3 separate regions of the Mus musculus genome follow, and regions 1 and 2 are each linked to region 3. A link is a contact called in public Micro-C and promoter capture Hi-C data. All regions are on one chromosome and are shown on one strand. Each heading gives the region's core, a stretch centred on a gene start, on an enhancer-like site or on the middle of the called end of the contact. The rest is flanking DNA. Distances are from core to core; before and after follow the strand shown. Region 1 has its middle 30 kb from the start of Gm34434. Region 2 overlaps Hs2st1 (heparan sulfate 2-O-sulfotransferase 1). Region 3 holds the start of Sh3glb1 (SH3-domain GRB2-like B1 (endophilin)).

The links. Promoter capture Hi-C pulls out the DNA fragments that hold promoters and counts their contacts. A called contact is a pair of places that touch in the nucleus more often than the background predicts.
Region 1: a Micro-C map of embryonic stem cells shows a contact between it and region 3, with 4 times the contacts expected there. The contact joins the enhancer-like site here to the promoter of Sh3glb1 in region 3. A contact is called at or near these places in 3 of 39 promoter capture datasets (embryonic stem cells and stem cell-derived epiblast-like cells), 1 of 15 datasets of contacts at CTCF or cohesin (stem cell-derived epiblast-like cells), 3 of 484 Hi-C or Micro-C datasets (the G1E-ER4 cell line and embryonic stem cells) and 5 of 115 datasets of contacts at active chromatin or transcription factors (DN3 thymocytes, astrocytes, epiblast stem cells and 2 more).
Region 2: a promoter capture Hi-C map of embryonic stem cells shows a contact between it and region 3, with 2.7 times the contacts expected there. The contact joins the enhancer-like site here to the promoter of Sh3glb1 in region 3. A contact is called at or near these places in 18 of 39 promoter capture datasets (the 3T3-L1 cell line, the C10 cell line, the HPC-7 cell line and 10 more), 1 of 15 datasets of contacts at CTCF or cohesin (stem cell-derived epiblast-like cells), 12 of 484 Hi-C or Micro-C datasets (the G1E-ER4 cell line, the HPC-7 cell line, LSK cells and 7 more), 6 of 115 datasets of contacts at active chromatin or transcription factors (bone marrow-derived macrophages, cardiomyocytes, epiblast stem cells and 3 more) and 3 of 9 other capture datasets (adipose tissue, embryonic stem cells and liver).

The regions. Positions count from the first base shown.
Region 1 is chr3:144,409,924-144,414,408 of GRCm38.p6, forward strand. No RefSeq gene overlaps it. Among named protein-coding and RNA genes, the nearest start is that of Gm34434, 30 kb to the left of the region's middle. Within about 2 kb of position 3,093, at least 51 of the 459 cell types and tissues checked have an H3K27ac peak or open chromatin away from gene starts, as enhancers often do. A contact at or near this core is called in DN3 thymocytes, embryonic stem cells, epiblast stem cells and 2 more, where this site is marked.
Region 2 is chr3:144,433,324-144,438,053 of GRCm38.p6, forward strand. It overlaps Hs2st1 (heparan sulfate 2-O-sulfotransferase 1), which reads right to left. Exons shown (of 7, transcript NM_011828.4): 5 at 4,272-4,369; 6 at 2,139-2,296; 7 at 1-1,391. The coding sequence ends at 1,165. Among named protein-coding and RNA genes, the nearest start is that of Gm34434, 54 kb to the left of the region's middle. Within about 2 kb of position 2,413, at least 7 of the 459 cell types and tissues checked have an H3K27ac peak or open chromatin away from gene starts, as enhancers often do. A contact at or near this core is called in embryonic stem cells, where this site is marked.
Region 3 is chr3:144,717,357-144,721,947 of GRCm38.p6, forward strand. Sh3glb1 (SH3-domain GRB2-like B1 (endophilin)) reads right to left here and starts at 2,979. Exons shown (of 9, transcript NM_019464.3): 1 at 2,626-2,979. The coding sequence starts at 2,697.

The DNA of each region.
Region 1 (4,485 bases), core at 1,843-4,342, 310 kb before region 3:
TGACAGCTCAGCTCCTGCTGAGAGTCACCTGCTCCTTGGCCTCAGCACATGCCTATAGCCTTGTACTGGCATGTGCACAGAGTACAGCTGGGACAAAGGATGTAACACACAGCCCGGGGACCACACTGGTCCCTTATGGATGCTGACAAGGCCATTATCTCACGAGGTTTCATAAAGCAGCTTACCTATCCCCTGGTTTGGTTCACCTGAGGGTGTCTTGTGTCAGATCACCCATGTGCACAACCTACATGAGTGTTGCAAGTGTCCTCACGGGCCACAGTGAGCTCTAGCAAGTATCCCGTGTTCCCAGGCTTCACAACCTGGCTCTCCCCCAAAGGCTCAAATAACTACATACATACTGAGAAGCCGACCTGAGAACGTGCTGTTTCCACATACAGTTGAGGACCCCTGAGGTCTCATCCACAGAGCAGAGATGGGGCCTCCTAGCCTCATGTCACATTCATTGCCCTGGGTGGTCCAATGCCTGCTTCAAGTCTCTGACTTCTCTGGGTTACTGGAGGGCAGAATAATCAAAACTGAACAACTGATACTGACAGATACAGAATTTATCTGTGGCTAGCAAGATGGCTCATTGTGTAATGGTATTTGCCACCAAGCTTGATGTCTCTGGTTCAATTCCTGGGACCAGCATGGTGGAGAGACCCACTTTCTGAAATTTGACCTCTGACCTCCATAGGCATGCCATGGAGCACACACACACACACAGACACACACACACACAGACACACACACACGATGAATAAATAAAAAGCATTTTTAAATTTAATGCAAATAAAAAGTAATTAAATATAGAAACAGATCTTTAAGCCCTGGCTGTGATGCACCAGGAACCATTCCTTCCGCATGGATGCGTCAACGTTCCCTCTGCTGAGGACACGTTTCCTGATACCTTTCGGGGGTCTAGAAAGCAATGGACATGTAAAATTAACATCCGAGATGAACCTACACATCAAGAAGTCAATGTCAAATCACTCCATTCTTTGTCTCAATTACATCCAAGGTTGACTTGTGCTTGCCCTAACCCCAACTAAGTACTTTCCCCTCCAGGGTGCACGCCCAAGATGCAGTGTGTCCGTCCCCAGTCCAGTTCTGTTTTCAGAGCTACAGGCACCTTCTGAATGTAAGCAGTCTAACTACCCACTTCCACTGGGGGGGGGGGCACTGAGTCACTCCTCCCATGCTACCCAATCCTTCCAGCACCGGGCAGGACGGCTCTAAATGGTTGTGGTTTAGTAATTTGGGGGCTCATTTGCAAGGCAAATGCAAACTACCTAAAATTAGGGCTCAGTGGTGTAGAGCACTCACTGAAGGCTGCTTTTGTTTTGTTTGAAAACCACAGTCTTGCTTGACAAGATGTTATCACCAATCTGGCAGGAGAATCGGAGAATTGGATCTCTTTGTTCACTGTAGAAAATCTATTCCATTCTTCTGAGTGACAGGATCCTATGGGAAGAGACAATGGAGGCAGGTCGCTGGCCAGTTGCAGCGGAGAACAGGGCTGAGAGGGAAAGGGTTGGAAAAGAAAGCTACCCCCTGGGAGCTGGTGTCAACAATGGTGCAGCTCCCAGCAGGGATGCCTAGGGCTCCAATTCCTCTTAGAGAAGTATGCAGTAGTGTTTGGTCAACTTCAAACACAGCTTCTTTAGATCTTTATTTCAGATTCAACCTGAGTCTATTCCAACTTGGGGGGGGGGCATAGACGGGAGGGCCAGTAGGGTGGTTCAATTTAGTTTATTCTTGGCAAAACAGATCTTCCTGAGCCTCAGAGGTGGGGGTGGGGGGGAAGCAGCTTAGACAGATGTAAACAGACTCTAAGGCCCTTTGGACATCAAATAACACTAGCAAAGCAACGTTTAGATGAGTTAAGTGTAAATCAATCAGAAACATATGGACTACATTTCCCTGAAAATACACAGAGGTTTACAAATTGCAGGCACAGGGTGGGGTGGTGGTGGGTTGGCAAGACACAAGACTCATTTGCCAAACCTAGTGTTTGGAGAAGACTTAAAGAAAGCAGACTGACCCAGAGTGCCTTCAAGTCTGCCATCCCTGATGCTGGTCACATCCCACAGGACCACAAATATTTAAGGGCATGGGTTTTAAGAGATTTGCATGTTGGATAAACTTAACTGCTCGGAACATGCAGTGATTCCTTACCAGATAAATGTTCACGGAAAGGTGAAACTGTCAAGTACCGTGCTACAAAAGGTGAGGGCATCTGCCTGAGTCGGACTGAGCGGGCTTAAACAGAGTGGGACACACTGGGACACGCTGAGGTTCCATGCCTGCAGTTGTGGGTTCACCGAGGGTAGACCCTACTTTTCCCAGTATGGATCTCCCTCTCTCCCTCTCTCTCTCTCTCTCTCTCTCTCTCTCTCCCTCTCTCTCTCTCTCTCTCTCTCTCTCTCTCTCTCTCTCTCTCTCTCTGCACGAGGGGAAGATAGCATCTTGCACTCACTGGAGAGGAGAGGGGAGGGGAGGGGAGGGGAGGGGAGGGGAGGGGAGGGGAGGGGAGGGGAGGGGAGGGGAGGGGAGGGGAGGGGAGGGGAGGGGAGGGGAGGAAGAAAGAGGCCGGCCAGGAGCACAAGGGGAGAGAGGGGACAGAGTGGGGGAGCAAGAAGGCAAGAAAAGAGGAGAGAGGAGGGGGCTACTGAGTCAGGCATACCTGGCTGTTGCCAGGTAACTGTGGGGCGGAGCTTAGACAAAATGCTAACTGATGTGGCTTGTGGTTTAGGCTATGCTCTAAAGCAAAGAGTTTCCTCACCTCATTCTATCCCAAGGGGGTGGGGGGAACAACCTAGATGTAGTCGTCAGGAGTGGGCTGGTGTTTGAGAGAGAAAGGGTAGAGACGCGTGCAGATTTGAAAGGAAGGAGCAAAGTCCCTGGAACGGCCAAGTAGAATGGCTTACACCTGTGAAGACTGACAACAGGCAACGGGTGGGTCCAGAGACACCGCAGGCAACCAACCCTCTGTCCATATGCAAAGAGGATAGCTTAGCCCCTGGTGTTCCCGCCCGCCAGCACCCCCCCCCCCTTCTGGGCTTGGCATCTGGTTGTCAGAGCCTAAGAGGCCTTTTTGTACCACACTTTGTGTGAGGGGGGCAGGCAACTGCGGGCAGCTGGAGTGACAGGGGCTTAGTATTTCCTGTGACAGGGCACTGTTTGCTTTCTAAGCAAAGACATGCAAATAAAGACAATGAAAAATGCAAGGGATGTAAACTTGTCTAAGAAGAAGCAGAGGTTTTCTTTGTTCTAGAGATTTCCTTCAGTGACTCCCCTGTCATGCAGATGTGTGTTAAGTGTCTCATCCAGGTCCTGACCTTGGTGAAACTAGCTAGCTGTCCATATGCAAAGAGGATAGCAAAGATCCTGGTGTTCCCCGCAGAAAGTCCTCATTATTTAATTCTTGTACGGGACACTTCAAATGGCTCCATTTTATAATAAACAAGAGGCAGAAAAGGTATGAACTTGACATTATGAGGCAAAAAAAAAATCATATAATTGAGCGTTTCAGGTTTTATATTTAATGTAGTTTAAGTCACCATTATAAACATGCATTAATTTTTTAGTCTGAACAAAGAAATACATCATTTGCTTTGGAAATTTTTAATCACATGATTGCAGAACAGCATCTCAGTCTTTGCTTTCCCAGCCAACAGTACAAATAGGGCATTTAAAGTTTTTTTTTTCTTTCAACTAATTAATTTTGTATGTATAGTATGCTAGTGTGTATGTGTTCGTATGTGAGTGCACAAGTTATGTGGGTGTGTGCACATGTGTGTGCATGTGCAAGTGGAGACTAAAAGTCAACTTCAAGTGTCTGCCTGGGTCATTCTCTATTTTATTTTTTAATGTGTATTTTTTAATGTGTAGTTTGCCTATGTGTGTGTATATGCACCATGCGGATGCCAGAAGCTCACGGAGCTCAGAAGACATCAGATCCTCTAGAAGGAGAGTTAGGGATGGTCCTGAGCCACCCAGAGAACCCTGGGAACAGGACCTTTATCCTCTGCCAAGACAAGTGCCCTTGACCTCTCCACCTCGCCAGTCCTTACATCTGAGTTTTTGAGGTTCTCTCACTGAACCGGGAACAACAGGAATCCACCTGCCTCTACCTCCCTAGACGTGCGGTTACAGCCAAAGGCCCCCTGCCCAGGTTTTACACAGGCCTGGGAGAGTTAAATGCAGCTCTGCAGGTTTCCGTGGCAAGCTCTTTACTGTCTAAATCCTCCCTCCAGCCCTGAAGGAGCATCTCATTGAATATTCAAGAGCTCTATGAATTTCCTTGACTGTGTCTCTGGTTTGATTCATCCATTTGTCTCAGGATCACTATCTATTTTAATTTCTTGTTTTTCCCATTGCGATCTGCCCTGCTCCTGCCATGCCGCTACACTTACCAGTTGGCTGTGGTCAGAGCAATTATCCGACTTCGGTTGTCCATGCCATCAGGTTTCTGGAAGGTCT
Region 2 (4,730 bases), core at 1,163-3,662, 280 kb before region 3:
ACCTTTTCTATGACCACTACTGCCTCAGGGGTGAGCACTGTTCTCTATCAAACTTGAAAGGCTACGTTAGCTCATTTTAGTGACATCCTAACAGTAACGTTAAACGAGAAATACCAGAATAGGATAGGAGGTCTGACGACTTTACTCGACATAATAAAACGGGTGCAACACCACTGTTGTCTACTTACTTGTAACTTTTTGGTCCAAATACATAAAATATGCAATATTTACAGCACTTTCCTTTTGTAAATGCAATGCTTTAAAACACATTATAAAGCACCGTAGTAAAAATAGTCTACAGGTAAAAGTACAGAGTAGGCAAATCCTACCCACATCACAGCTCACTGATGGAGTCGCCATGTGCGGTCACCAATATGCCAGTGTTCAGGGGTACAGATACGCCATGAAGGAACAAGTATTAAACTCAATTTTTTGATATTGATATGTGGAAATCCTTAAGAAAGCCTCAGATAATGTCCACATTCTTAGAAATATCATTCCAATATTGGATACTGGGGTGACAGGAGTCAGGAATACTGCTTTAACTTTTTACCTTCTTACAGTATTATTCATGGTTTAAGTTGATTTCTTTAACACTAATGATCATCAAATAAAATAAAATAAAGCCTACATAAATATGGGCAAACCCAACTGTAGCAGAAATGTTCTGGGAAAACACGATCAAACATTCTAATAAACTTTGTGAGACATGATTCATACAAATAAATCAGATACTGCCAAACATATTTTAGCACTATCCAGCAGAGGTGGCGGCACAAACTCCAGAAGGGTAAGTGGCAAACAGACTCCTCTTCATTCAAGGAGAGGCAAAGAAATGCTTATGCAAACCTCTTCTGAAATGGTATTCAGCCATCTGACTAAACGTCCATGTGTGTATTTTAGGCAATGTAAGTCCCCATGTCCCTGCACCAGGAGAAGATTATAACTATCATGAAAACGAAAATAAAACAACAAAAAAGTAAAAATGCCAGAAAGTTAAAAACTCCACAGGACTCCGCCAGCCCGCCAGCATCTCACTCCTTGACATTCATGTCTGTCCCCAGCTCAGCGTGGCTCACAGCTCGCACACGCATCAGCAGGGGGCTGAGAAGGGTGGTGACACAGTCAAGTTCCGGGGCAGGAGTGCTCTGGCCACACCTGCGCTCAGTTCGACTTAGGGTAAATCTTTTCGTAGAAAAAGTTCTGGGCCAGGATGTAGAGGTCTCCGTCTTTCTCGCGGACAGCGTGAGCTCGGATGAACTGGAACTGCTCCAGAGCAAACTCATAGAACTCATTCTCCATCTTCCAAATGTCAGACTGCTGCAGCTTCGCGATAGTCTGCTTGGTGGGCAGCTTCTTCTCTGTGGTTTTCCTAAGGTGAGATTTCTTTCCTACTTACGATGGAAAGACAGGAAACATAAATAATTCTTACAGAACACACACAGACATGCCTCTTTACTTGAAGAAGTGGTTTCTGCTAATAAGACAATGTGAAGGGCAAGTAACACATTACCCTATAACATTAATAACATAATCCAGCAAAATCCAGAAAGCTAACCTCATCCGAGGCAGCACCATTACAAGGTGAATCCTTAAAAGACCCAACAAAATGCCCAAGTAGTAAATGCAAGACTCCACTCAGTAAGTGGAGTCTCTCACCCTCTCCACTCTAAGAACCATTTACTTATTTTTAAACAACCACCACTACCAGTGTCCAGTTGTGTGTGTGTGCGTCCCTGGAGTCAGTCCTTTTCTCCTATCACATATCTGGGCTCCTGCCACAAGTGCCCTCACACTGTTGAGCTAGCTTGCTGGCCCTTGCTTATTTAAAAAAAAAAAAAATTTCCGATAAAGCCTTTATCTAGCTTCCCACCACCTATATTTGCTACAATAGTGGAGAATGGAGGGTAGATGCAAACTCTAGGGGAGTTTGAGGTAAGCTGTCACACAAAACCATCAATATCGATGGACTCACAATGGTCTGGACGTGCCCTTAGACAAGCGACTGCAGAAATACAGCCCACGATGGCTGTTCTTGTGTTTAGCCTTCCCACCCCACCCCTCTTCTAGAACCGTAGTCTACTTTATCACAGAGCAAGTCAGTGAGGGCCGTGGAAACCAACCTCCCACACACATACCTGTACGGTAGAGGTCGGTAGCGCCCCGGAAGAATCGGGGCAAAGCTGCCTCGAGCAGCATGATGAAGTCCTCGAGCTCCTCGGTGACTCCCACCAGGAAGTACTCATTAATGAGGTTAGACTTAGCCTGGTCCATGGCCCATCTGCTCCCTACATTCCTGAGACCACAGAAAAGGAATAAAACTCGGTCACGAAATCTGCTAAGTGTTGTGGAGGAAATAGGGAGGCAGGCGCGCAGGCGAGCACAGTAGCGGCAGCGCCCTTAGAGGGCACCTCTGGGAAGGCGACCTGGATTCTAACTCTCCCCACTGCCACACAGACAGACGCTCCTGAAGGGTTCTGGAAATGAACTGACTTTAAGGACGGTTTGTTTGGATCATACGTCCTTTATCTGACTTAGTGTGCACTATGTGTTTTAAAACTACTCTAAAACTTTGCTCATTCTGAGAGCCCCTTTGGTAAAGTAGAAGCAATTTGTGTTTATTGTTTATCTTAATTTGTAAACTCCATGTCTTTTCTTTCCATAAGCTTTAGTGTTTCCTGAAATTCTGAGAAACAGAAAGTAGGTAAGAAGAGGCTCTGCTTACAATCTTTTTGTTTACAGTGTGAGCTAATGTTGTTAACGGGTTTCACCCTAAATAGACTGTACTTCTGGGATCTAATTAGCACCAACATTCTTTACGCTTAACTCTGGCTCTGCATTTTAAGTGCCAATGTGATCCCAAGGCTGTGGCTTCACTCTATTTTCTCAACTATTAAAACAAAGTCAGAACCACAAGCCAAAAAACTGGGTGTGGTGGTGCATTCCTGTTATCCTGGCACATGGGAAGTGGAGACAGGAGGGTTACAAGTTCAAGGGCAGCCTGGGCTACAAGAGATTCTACCTCAAAAGAACCTTAAAGCGGGGAGAAAGAAGGGCTTAGTTGATTTCTAAGGTCTCCCCAAGCTGTGTATGAAATATATGAAGTATCCTCTCTATTTAAAACTCAATTGGGCAATACTTTTCATTATTCAAAAGCAGGGCCTGGCAAACTTTTTCTACAAAAGGCAGAGAGTAAATGTCTTAGGCTTTGTAGGCGATATGGCTTAAACCATATTGTTTAAGTCTGCTATCTCAGCAGATGGTAAATGCACCAGCATTAGTGGCTGTGCTCTATAAAGCTTTATTTACAAAACGCAAGTTCTCTGCCATATCTGGGCCATTGAATTAGTTTCCTTTTCAGAGAAAGTGGCTAAAACCTGAAAGACTCTCCCAGCGTTTCCAATTCTCTTTCTATGAAGATGCTTTGGAGCAGCCTACAGGCAGGACCTTAAACTTTCTGTCAATCTACGCTGCTCAGATAATTTAGAAATCTCTTGAAGTTCCCATTATAGTTTAAGAAATATACTAATTCAGAATGGATTTTGTTTCTGTATTTTTCTATCAAAATGATTGAATAAACCAAGTATGGCAGTGCATGTCTGTTCCCAGCACTGCAGAGTCTGAGGCAAGCGTCTCAAGTTCAGGAAACCAAAGGGCGGGCACACAGCCCGGTGATACACTACTTGCCTCGCTTGTGCAAGGCTCCAGATCTCATCTTTAGAGCCCCCAAAATAAATGGTCGACTAGAATAAATAAATGAGTACAAATATTTAAAGAACTTGGACACAGGACATTCTGGGGATATAAGGTTTTTTTAAAATTAAAATCCCTTCTTACCTCGTGTTTACTAGCTGACTAGATTACAACCACACGTTATAAGAGTATTGTTGGATACTTAAAAACTCAAAATAAGTTTAACAATAAAATCAGATGAATACTTCTTGGCTTTGTTTGATCTACTTGAAGCAGTAAACTTAGGACAAAATAAGGTTTCTGAAATGACCTCTGACCTCTAAGATCCTCTGCTGCAATTCAGCAAAACAGAACTCCAAAGCAAAAATAACTGCAGTTGATAAGCCACACCGTGAGAGCATGTTGACAGTGAACCTTTAAAACCATTTAGAGAAAACAAATCTAGATATTTACATGTCAGGTGAGGTTCGGACTCTCATAATTCTCTATCCAGCCCTGGCTACCCCAGCCCGGCTCATGGGATGTGGGTTATGGAGGTAAGGAAGAAGTTTATTATTTAGTTTCGTTTGTTGTCCTACCAGCATTCTGAGCTGTGGCCACAGAAGAACGGGATCTGAAGCCAGAGCTTCTCTGGAGCACAGTCGGAGCCGCCCTCAGCCACACATTCATCGAAGGTCTGCAGCAAAGACAAGAGCGCGGGCAAGTCAAAAGACTCTCTAAAGGCACGTGTGCTTGTAAGCATAGGATGCCATGGTGTGCAGGAAGGTCAGAGCAACCCTGGGCATCGGCCCTTGCCTTAGCTCTTGTTTGAAACAGGGTCTTTTATCTGCCGCTGAGGGCATTGGGCTACCTGGCCCACAAGATTAAGGGATCCTCTTGTCCTCACAGTACCCGTCTCACCAAAAACCATTGCGAGATTAGATGGTCACCATGGCACCCAGCTCTACATGTCGGAGGGAGCTGAAGCCAGGTCTCCACACTGCAAGGCAAGTGCTCTGCTCAGTGACTCATCTCTGCAGCTCTCAAATGGGTAACAC
Region 3 (4,591 bases), core at 1,729-4,228:
GAGCAGTAACTCAGTTATTGACGAAATGCTGGAATAAGAAAACAGTGCTTTATTGAAAACTAATATTCCAGCATTCTGGATTTCACGTTGTAACTTAGAAACACCCTGCTTTCCTTGTAAATTTACTTGAAAAATACCGTGGAATGTGTCAAACAAAAAACTAGCAGTATAGTGGAAAGCAGTATAATGAATCTTCATAAACCTTACTTATAATTCAGTTTCAACAACTACCAAAATTCTGCTAATCTGCTTTCAATTACTTGGTCTGTTCTTCTGAAAAACTGTAGAGTGAGCCTCAAACGAGTATAACCATAACTTTTCAGCATGTAATGTTAACAGACAACATAAAAGGACACATTTAAAACCTCAGTTCTCATTCCCTCCTTAATAAATGTTTGAAGTCACAATCCAGAGTCATTTTTCACAGGTTTTTCTCCTACTCCAGGGCTAGTCTGACACAGTCAACTAGTCACAAATACTTAGCTGGTCTTGGGGACACAGCTCTTTTCCACCTGGCCTCCCCAGTATTCTCAACTTGTTTGTCTGGAATAGCTTTCTTCCAAAATAAAAACCAACCAAACAGCAAAGCCCCACAAGCACTGTGTTTCTGTTACTTCACGAAGGTCTCTTGGTGCCTCATGCCATTAGAATGGGAAGCCCAAGTCTCCTGGCACCATAGCATGGCCACCGCCACCTCTCCGAGTAAGTACCCTTTCCGCTTCCACTGCCTTGTTTGCTCATGCGCTCTATGCTGCTGGGCTGGGAGGAGACTCTTCTGATTTTATTTTAATCAGTGAAGCTAAACATGGAACATAGAACTGAATAAGACTGAAGAGAAAATTATTTGCCAGCTTACACGTTAGGATACAACTTAAAAACCTTTTCGGTAAAAAAGCACCAGAAACAATTAGAAACTAAAATTCATTGGGGAAGTATAATTTTTATGAAAATTTCTAGCTTTACTTTCTAAAATTGAGTCTTTCAATAATTTAGATTGAATTATGTATTTTGTGTCTGATTGAGACACATAATTGTATTAAACTGTGGATTATGTAGTATCTGTCACATTAAATACCTGGAGTAACAGGTAAGCAACACTAAACAAAACTTACCACAGCCTCGGCTCCTCTACTGAGTTAATGTTAAGTCTAAAAACACCTCATCTCATCCCCCAATTATTGAATCACACATTTCTGGGGAGGAAGGAGGATTAAGGGGCGAGTATGGCTGTGAGCTTCTCACACAGTGCACTGGTCCAGGGAATCAAAAGCGAGGTGGAATCTCCCATCCCTAAGCGTTACTCACTGTTGGTAAGAGTTCAGATTTTACCAAATGATCTTTAAGTTCTCTTGGGGCCACATCATATTGCTATTTTACATATCTTAACCCCGTGATGATCATTCTGAGGGAAAACGCAGCCTCTAGTATAGTAAGTAGTGGGTCAGAGGGCAACTTTGGTTGTCTGCTAGCCAAGCAAGTCAAGCCAGTTTATTTACCCTCTCTAAGACTGCTTCCTTTTTAAGGGAGGGCGAACAATGCCTCTCTGGCAAAGTGACAGAGATGGGCTGCAGCTAGTACGTTCAATGCACAGTAAACTGCTCGTCATACTATTTTTCATAAGATAGGCAGTCATTACCCTGGGGAACTGTCCGATTCTTTTGCCAAGGATAACGAAATATGATATTCACAGTGCCAGTAAAATGAAATGAATCAAGAAATAAAGCAGCACACGTGAGATTTATAGTTCGGTGGGATTTTGGCACATGGGACATTACTTTTGTTTTCTCTTTCCGGAACAGAGGGCTGCTGCTACCCTATGTCACTAACTTCAATACCAGATTGTTTACAAGCCACGTTGTGAAATTGACATCTGCTCCGAGATTTAACTGAGTTTGCATAATGTGGGTGTTGACTGTAAAAAATCTGCCCAAGTTCCCTATTGCTGACACTTCCTTAATCACAGAATAAGGAGACGCAGTGAACTTTTCCCTTCCAAGTGCGCCTGAAGCCAAGCGTGCCCGGTCCCCTCCAATGTGACAACAACGTGAATCGCGTCCTCCTCTCACCCCTGCTCTATATAGCCCATCTGGGGAACGCGTCAGGGCACCCCTAATCCTAGGTGTCCTGCGTCCTTGGTGAAGCTGGGACACCGACAGGGACAGGCAATCTCCATCTCCCCCACGGGCTGCTAAGCTCTGGGACAATCCTTCCAAGGGGCAGCAGCGAGGGCTGGTGGGAACTGAGCTGGCAGCTCCTCTGCGTTGAGGGGCAGGAAAAGGAAACTCCCTTCTCGGTCGGACGCGGCCCGGAGGGCGAGAGCGAGCGCAGCGGAGGGTGGGGGTGGCGCCAAGGTGCTCGGCGTGCCCTGCCTCGCCGGCTGGGGCACCGAGGCCTCCGCCCCGGGGTGAACCCAAGGTGTCCGCCCTGGGCCGCGTCCCGACTCGCCTGCCGGGGCGCGGGGCGGCGGCGGCCGGGCGAGCGAGGCGGAAACGGCCAGCGGGGCAGGGGCGCCAGGCCGCGCCCATCGGCAGGCCTGGGTACCAGGGCGACGCCGTCCCCGACCCGCCCTCCGCTCGCCCTCCCCGGCGCCACCACCCCGCCCGGCCCCAACCGCCGCCGCCGTACCTGCACGGCCCGGCTGAGGAAGGTGCCCGCGTCGGCCGCCAGCTTCTTCACGTTGAAATCCATGATGTTCATGCCGGGCGGCAGCCGGGCAGAGCCGCCGGCTGCGCTAGCGGGGAGGCGGGGAGCGCCGCGGCCGGGCTGGGGCGCCGGGCGACGGCGACGGCGGGGCGGACGTGGTAGGTGGCGGGAGGCGGCGCCAGCCCCGCGCAGCTGTCGTTTCCTGGCGGGGAGGCGGGGGAGGGAAGAGGGCGGGCGCCCGCGAGCGCGCGCCTCTCCGCTCACACGCTGGGCCTGTCGCGTCGCCGAGCAGCTGCGAGCCACGGGGACCGAGGTCGCGTCCGGAGGAAGGCCCCGCCCCGCCCCGCCGCCCGGCGACTGTGCAACCGCGGCGGAAAACAGCCGGCCGGGAGGGGGGCGTGGCCTCACCGATGGCGTGGGGTGGGGGGCGGGGGTGTCCTCGCGGGAACAGCGACCCCTGCAGGGTGGCCGAGGATTCACCACTGGGTGGAGCCGCTGCAGAGGTTCTCATGGGAACAGCGACCCCTGCAGGGAGGCCGAGGATTCACCACTGGGTGGAGCCGCTGCAGAGGTTCTCATGGGAACAGCGACCCCTGCAGGGTGGCCGAGGATTCACCACTGGGTGGAGCCGCGGCTGAGGCTCTCCTGACAGCTCACTAAGCACCAAGCCAGTGTCAGAGCATCAGTGGAAGTTCTTACCAGAACGAGAGCCTCCTGGGCTCTCACCCTGATTCCCTCCCACAGCATCTCAGTGAGTGTCTGTGACAGAATCGCCCGGACAAAAGTTCCTTAGAAAAGCATGGACAAAACGTTCCTTAAAAGGAAACAGAACTGACACTATAGAATCATTGGCCCGGATTTCCTGTATTGGGTCTGGGGTCAAAGGCTACCTATGGCTTGGGTAGACACCTAGCCAATCTTTGCTGAACGGGATTGTCTTCATTGTCCCCTACCCTATTATACTTTGACTCACTGTTGAGGACCTATTGTGTGTGAGGCATTGAGTAGGTGCTGAAGGGTTCAGTCCCTTTGGTGGCTGGTGGTCATCTGAGGCATATTTAGAAAGTATCTCCCATCCCCTGGGAAGGTATATAAGAGCATTTCAGAGAGACAATGGAGAAGAAAGACAAGGTTCCTATCCGGTTATACATTCCTTCACTCCTGAGTACCTACTGTCTGGCAGGGCCTCAACCTTCCAACTCTTAGCTGTGTGATAAAGGCATGAGCCCTTCCCCCCACACCCACCCACCCAGACACCCACACTACACTCAGCTAATTTAGTTTCTGTTTTCTGAGAAAAGGCCTCATGCGACCTAGCCTGGCTTCAGGTATCCAAAGACCGCTTCAAACCCATCACCCTCCTGTCTTTGTTTTTCTTTCTTGTTCCTCCCTCCTTTTTCTTCTCCCCACTTCCTTTATCCTGGGGACCAAACCACTGTCCAATAGATCCTGTTTTACAGGTCTTATCATGTAACTTTCATTTTGGTGTTTCAAGATGCCTCTGGAACCTCTAGATATCACACATATGTTCTCACATTAGAAAGGAAATGAAGGGGAGAGGCAAAAGTACACACCAGCTCAGTGTCCCTTTCTCCTTTAAAACAAGCATTCCATAACCCCCAGCTCGTAAACTTTCATTTTCACATCGTTAGTGAGAACTGGGCCATTTAGGTCCTCACAATGGCAGTTCGATCGAATAAATGCAATGTGCTCTGTTAAAAAAAACTAAGAGCATTTGTGAGAGAATGGTAGGTCTTGTCTTTAACAGTACGTATTGTTGTCTTAGACAAGACAGAGCTTGTGCTATCGAAGAAGGAGAGAATAGTTACAGGAGACGCAGCTGTTGACATTTGCTTTGCTGCTATCAAGCAAGAACGAAAGGAGTCTTACGATCTCTGGAACCTCTCTGCAGGCTTTAGGTCTATATAATTTTAAAAAATCGGGAGGA